Linked DNA regions of Hordeum vulgare: region 1 is linked to region 2. A link is a contact called in public Hi-C data. All regions are on one chromosome and are shown on one strand. The core of a region is the stretch at or near the end of the contact, and the rest is flanking DNA. Distances in the headings are between cores, read along the strand shown.

The links. A called contact is a pair of places that touch in the nucleus more often than the background predicts.
Region 1: a contact with region 2 is called in a Hi-C map of leaf, with 4 times the contacts expected there. The contact joins the promoter of LOC123401333 here to the promoter of LOC123402062 in region 2. A contact is called at or near these places in 2 of 6 Hi-C or Micro-C datasets (both in leaf) and 1 of 1 datasets of contacts at active chromatin or transcription factors (embryo).

The regions. Positions count from the first base shown.
Region 1 is chr6H:394,844,724-394,847,828 of MorexV3_pseudomolecules_assembly, forward strand. It overlaps LOC123401333 (DEAD-box ATP-dependent RNA helicase 8), which reads left to right and starts at 1,738. Exons shown (of 10, transcript XM_045095118.1): 1 at 1,738-2,356; 2 at 2,695-2,755. The coding sequence starts at 2,010.
Region 2 is chr6H:394,641,916-394,644,805 of MorexV3_pseudomolecules_assembly, forward strand. LOC123402062 (transcription factor LAF1-like) reads left to right here and starts at 1,442. Exons shown (of 3, transcript XM_045095924.1): 1 at 1,442-1,719; 2 at 1,994-2,123. The coding sequence starts at 1,584.

The DNA of each region.
Region 1 (3,105 bases), core at 488-2,987, 200 kb after region 2:
TGGATTTCCTCCTTACCCGTGCTCAACATGGATCAATCGCAAATATGCAGCTTTGCAAACCTCAAAGGTTGCTCACCAAAGGTGAAACCATTATAGTTGAACGAATCAGACCGAGGCAACACCCTGGACACGCCATCGAACTCCACATCCGTCACCCAGCATGACTAAGGCATCGGAGAAGGAAACCATATATGCCATCCATGAATCACAGACCCATCACATGATCCACACTAAGCTTCCTCATATCCTAACCCATTGGTCATTATCGAGCCTCGTGACTCCGATTCTGCTGGTATCTTCGTATTGCCTGTTATCATTATATCTACCTGGTTATTGCTTTATGTGTTGGTTGGTACTGAACTATTTAAGTTTAAGTAGAAGTGTTTTCTTCCTCATTAGCTCCATTTTGATTATCATTTGCATCTTGTGATGAATGAAGTGAACTTGAGCTCTCTACTGCTTCTATTTTATCTTCGAAAGCATTTACTAGTATTCAATGAGATTTTGAAAGACTAGAACGACAAGTGATACGAACTCGTTTTGTATCCACCCACTTTTCAGATGCCGACGATGTAGACCACAATCTGCATCTGCTCTAGTTAAAAATGTTATGAAAACTATTGTGAAGGCAAGAAAAGAAGCGAACGAGGTGAGGCTGCTGGCAAGGACACAAGATGCGGCGGCCGAGGGGAGGAGCTTGGCGGCCAAGGAGAGGAGGGTGGCGGCCGAGGAGAGGAAGGTGGCACTGAAGGAGAAGAAATTGACCATGGAAAGCGAACTAGATTGTTGGAATGAGAGAAGTACTTGTTCTTCATCATGGACACATCAACCCTCGATGAGAAGCAAAAAGGAGTACGCCAATCGTGCCCGTGAAGAAGTCTTGATCCAAAAAAGAGGCATGAAAGGCACGGGAGCTACTATGGAAGGCATGTGAGGCACATGAGGCATGGGTGGCTTCAGAGGTACCATGGGCGGCATGGGTGGCTTCGGTACTATCATGGGAGGCATGGACGGCTTCGGTGCTACCATGGGAGGCATGAGTTTTGGGTCTCTCATGGGAGGCATGTGAGCACCTCCGGATGACATGGGTGGACACATGTCTTTCGGTGTGCCTCACATACCTTCGCCTGATGTCGTTGGAGATCTTGCCAACACCTTCCGAGCTCCCAATAACAATGCGACACGTGACAATGAAGAGAACGAGGGAGAAACGTCTTCGGATGAGGAAGGAGAATCACAGGAAGAGGAGGACGATGATGAGGATGCGGCATGATTGTTGATGTGCCGTTTGTTTGTGTGAACTTTTATGTCATGAACTTGGTTGGGTGATTTTGGACTTGGTTGGATGATGATGTGGCGTTGATATACCGTGCAATTAAACTATGCTATATCTTTTTTTATGTTTGAAATATCACCATATTGTTAAAATGAACATGTTGCAAGCGTCGGCTGCACGCACGCGTTGAAAGTTTTAGCGCGTCAGCTAGAGCAACGTACGCGTAATTTTTTGCAGCGGTCGCTGGAGCCAGCGCTCTACTGCGTGAAAAAATCCATTATTTAGGTGCTATATCTTTATTTTAACGTGTCACGCGGCTGTTGGAGATGCTTTAAAGAAAAAGAAAAAAAAAATCCTTGCTTCATACATGGGGTGTTTTCTAAGATGAATACGGTAGCCGGTAGGCATCCGCTCTGATTTCGGCCGTACGCCCGTACCCAGATAAAATTGGCAGGGCATTCTCGTAATTTTCTGCCTCACCAATCCCAACTCGCCGCTGCCCTAGCTTTCAGACGTTCGGCGACGCTCCCTTCCCTTCCCTTCCGTCGTCTCCCTCCTCCCCCCCGTGGCACGAACACTAGGCAGAAGGGGTTCAAATTTCGGCCTGATCCAGGCGCCCACCCACCTTGATTCCACCATACGAATCCACTTCTCCATTCTGATCTCCTCGTCCCTGTTCGATCTGCCCCTTCTCTCGCCGATTCCTGACAAGATCTGATCCCTCCTCACACACATGGATCCACGCGCTAGGTACCCTCCCGGAACCGGCAACGGTCGCGGCGGGAACCCTAACTACTACGGTCGTGGCCCGCCGTTGTCGCAGAACAACCACCACCACCAGCAGCAGACGTCGGCGGCGCACCAGCAACAATACGTGCAGCGCCAGCCGCAGCCGCAGCGGCAGCAGCATCACCAAGATCACCACCACCACCAGCAGCAGCATCACCAAAATCACCACCAGCAGCAGCAGCAGCAACAACAGCAGCAGCAGTGGCTGCGGCGAAACCAGATCACCGCGGCCGGGACCAGCGGGCCCAAGGTCGTGGCGCCACCCCCAGCGGCAGCCGGTAACGATTCTAGGTGAGACGATAGAAGCTTAGTACTAGTTTGGACGGCAACTTATAGGCTATGGTAGCTGATGCTTCAACACATAGTTTAAGCATCACCAATGTAGCTTGCGAAAGCCGACCAAATGCTGTGGGAGATGATACTTTTTCTGATGTTTAAGCAACAACCCACATCACTTTTCTGAATTCTATATTTCTAGCTCAACTGTAATATAAGTAGTTTAACAAACATCGTGTAAGTAATGAATCATTAATCTAGACATGATCATAAATAACAATTCTAAGTGGAGAAACGTAAACTGGAGATGACCGCCTAGCAATATTTTAATTTATTATACTCGGTTTGTGCAGTTCACAAGATTGGAAGGCCCAACTGAAGCTTCCACCCGCAGATACACGATTCAGGACAGAGGTAATTCATGCCATCTTGATTCTTCGTTTTGTGTTTGTTTCTGGAGTTTGGGTACTTCTGGTCCAGGAATACCTGAACTTTGAAATATGTCGGTCGCTATCTCTACTTTGTGTAACTAGCTTTTTCTTGGTGTGCTAAAATTGTAGCCACGACTCTATTTATGTATCAACTTTTGTTTGTGATGCCTTACATTGCACGCCAAATATACGGTGGTCCTAGTTTTGAACACTGTTTTGTCTGAAATCCATGGGTTATCTTCAGACCATAACATGCAAAACAATATTTCATTACTTGATCCTTGATGCTAGCTACTTGTATTTTTAACATGAATAAATTTTAGACTTCATCCT
Region 2 (2,890 bases), core at 192-2,691:
CCGTCCCTGTTGGCCCAGCTGGGCACGTACGCCGCACGCCGTTTTCCCCCGGGATATGCATATGCATATGCCGCTGGACACCGATCGATGGAAGGGATAACCTTTCCCTGACAGCCAGACACCAACCCTGATCCGGGGCTACGGACAAATCCGGACGTCAAACACGCACGCCAATACACCCACGCACGCACGCACGAACGGACCAAATGACCACGCCACCAGTTGTATATATGCTACACGCAGGTCTGACGACGTACGTACGTTCCCACTTCCCACTGACCGCCCGCGGCATCGTCGTCGGTGCCCCGGAGGAGCGCCGCATGCGGCGAGGCCGCGTGGAAAACGCTGGACACCCCGGCGCTTTCGCCTCCCTTTTGCGGTGCGCACGGGCGGTGCCGGTGCGCGCGCGCGGGCACGGACGCGACGCACGCACGCACGCGGCCGTGCATGCTGCGTCGTCGGCGGTTGTTAAGCCAGGCCAACCTTAACACGGACGACGGATCCGTTTGGTGTCGTACGAATTCACCAACACGCTTTGTAAACTGGCAACGAAATGACCCGCTGGGATCTTCTGGCCGACGGACCACACAGTCAAGTTTGAAGCTTTCAACCCTCATCATGGAGCGTTGATTGTACCAATATAGCCGGGCTGCAGCTTGTTCCGGCCCTTGGACTTTCTGCGCGTCTGTGTTGAATGGTGATAGACAGTCCCTGCCCCGCCCCGCTCCTTCATTCTTGGCTTCTATTACAAGCAAGTCTCTCTCTTTCCGGCTCAAAGGAAAAGGGGCAAGCAACAAATAGTTTCGCTTTCTAATCTTAGACCCTTGCTGGCTGCTGCTGCACTTTAGAACCAGGCAATGGGGAGATCTACAAGCCATAGTAATCAATCCATCCAAGTAAATCAAACATGTCTTTACTGATCGATGCCTTGTTGCTGGCGCGGATGTTACCGTTTGTTTACGACCTGACGAGGCGTGTCCTCCACAATATTTTGAAAAACATATGCCGCACGAAAGCAACGGGTTTTCGAAAATCTGTCACGTCATCGCAGACGATTTGCCCGTTTTCCCCCCACTACTTGTACTCTCACCTTACTTATTTTCCACTTCATTGCCTATCGCAGCTGGCCTTGGTTTTGATTGTCATTACTTATCACGCTTCGTGGTCTCTCGGCGTTCTTTATTAGTACAATAATTTTTCTTAGGCGGCAATAGCTATAGATTATTCCTTTTTACTGAAGGTTTTAGCTGGTTTCGCTATTTGTTTTGCCAAAGAAAAATATGTTTTCGACAATATATATCATCGGTACATTAAAACCAGCAATCGCGAAATTGAGCTAGTAGTGCTGATGATAACGCACACGTAATTTGTTTTGTTTATTTCCCAAACGACGCCTGCTTTACACCCGCGTTCCATGGCTATAAAACTCCTACCTACTGCTCCCCTGTGGAAACGCCAGAACGCTCCTCCATCCCAAGGCTTGAAGCCGAAGCCGAAGCCGAAGCCACCGGTGCTGCGTCCCGTAGACCTCCCTGAGGTTTCGTGCGGCGTCGGTCGTTCGCCTGCAAGCAAGCAAGCAAGCAATGGGGTGTAAGGCGTGCGAGAAGCCCAGGCCGAGCTACCGGAAGGGGCTGTGGTCGCCGGAGGAGGACCAGAAGCTCCGCGATTACATTCTCCGGCACGGCCACGGCTGCTGGAGCGCGCTTCCCGCTAAAGCCGGTAAGGCCGACGACCGCCGTTGCATCCGCATTCCTAGAAGCGCAGAAAGGGGGCATGGCATAATTGAGCTGAATTCGGTGCATTGGGCCGACGATCAGGCGCTCAGGCACCGGTAACCGGCGCCTCTCGCCTGAATTTCGTTGCTTGTCCGGCCAGCTCGCCTGAATTGGCCTCAGTTTGGTCGTAGTAGTAGTTAGTTAATTTCATATGTCCCGAAAGAGAAATGCACATTGGATCACTGGTGTTAATCAAAATTCTCCGGCGCGGCGCGCAGGGCTCCAGCGGAACGGCAAGAGCTGCAGGCTGCGGTGGATCAACTACCTGCGGCCGGGGCTGAAGCACGGCATGTTCTCGCCGGAGGAGGAGGAGACGGTGATGAGCCTCCACGCCGCCCTCGGCAACAAGTAAGCAGCACACACTATTTACTGTACTGTACTTACCCTCTGCAGCCTGTACTGTACGCAAATGATTGAGACGATCGAAAGACACTTCTCCACGTCGTCTGTCTACAGATGCCGCCATGTTTTCCTTTTAGGTTTCCCCACACACACACACACAGCACGCTCCTACTATCACCTGTAGCGACGTGAAGGGCAGGTGTAATTGTCCGTTCCGTTGCCGGGCAGCGCTGAGCTGGCGGCAATCCGGTTGTAGAACACGTTGATTGAGGCGAAGGAAGGAAAGAAAAGAGGGAACGGGAAAGGGAGACCGGTGATGGTAGCCACCCAGACCTTTTTCCCTAGTGGAGTTGATGCTGACGCCCACGCTCCACGGACGCTCCAAATCCACGAGATTTTTCTTCGCTCTGTCTGCCGGGTGCACATTGTGATGATTACAGCTGCTTTTCGTCCCCATTATTACGAGTTTTATTAGCTTATTAAAATATCGTGGGCTTGGACGGACGCTAAATGGCATACAGTACAGTTGCGTCCTAGCGCAAGTTTCCTCAAACTCAAAATCATTATCTATCTATCTATCTATCTTGGAAAAGACATTCTTCTTCTATTTCTGAGTTTCTCTAGTAGAGAACACCGCCGGCCCGGCCCTATTGATTTAGCTGTAGAGCGGCGAGAACATGGCGTCGACTATTTGGACCAATCCGCGCTCACTTGCGAGTTAAATGGAAACAGCTGCCCTCACAATCCCAACTGGCACCTAGTGTGGCGTGGCG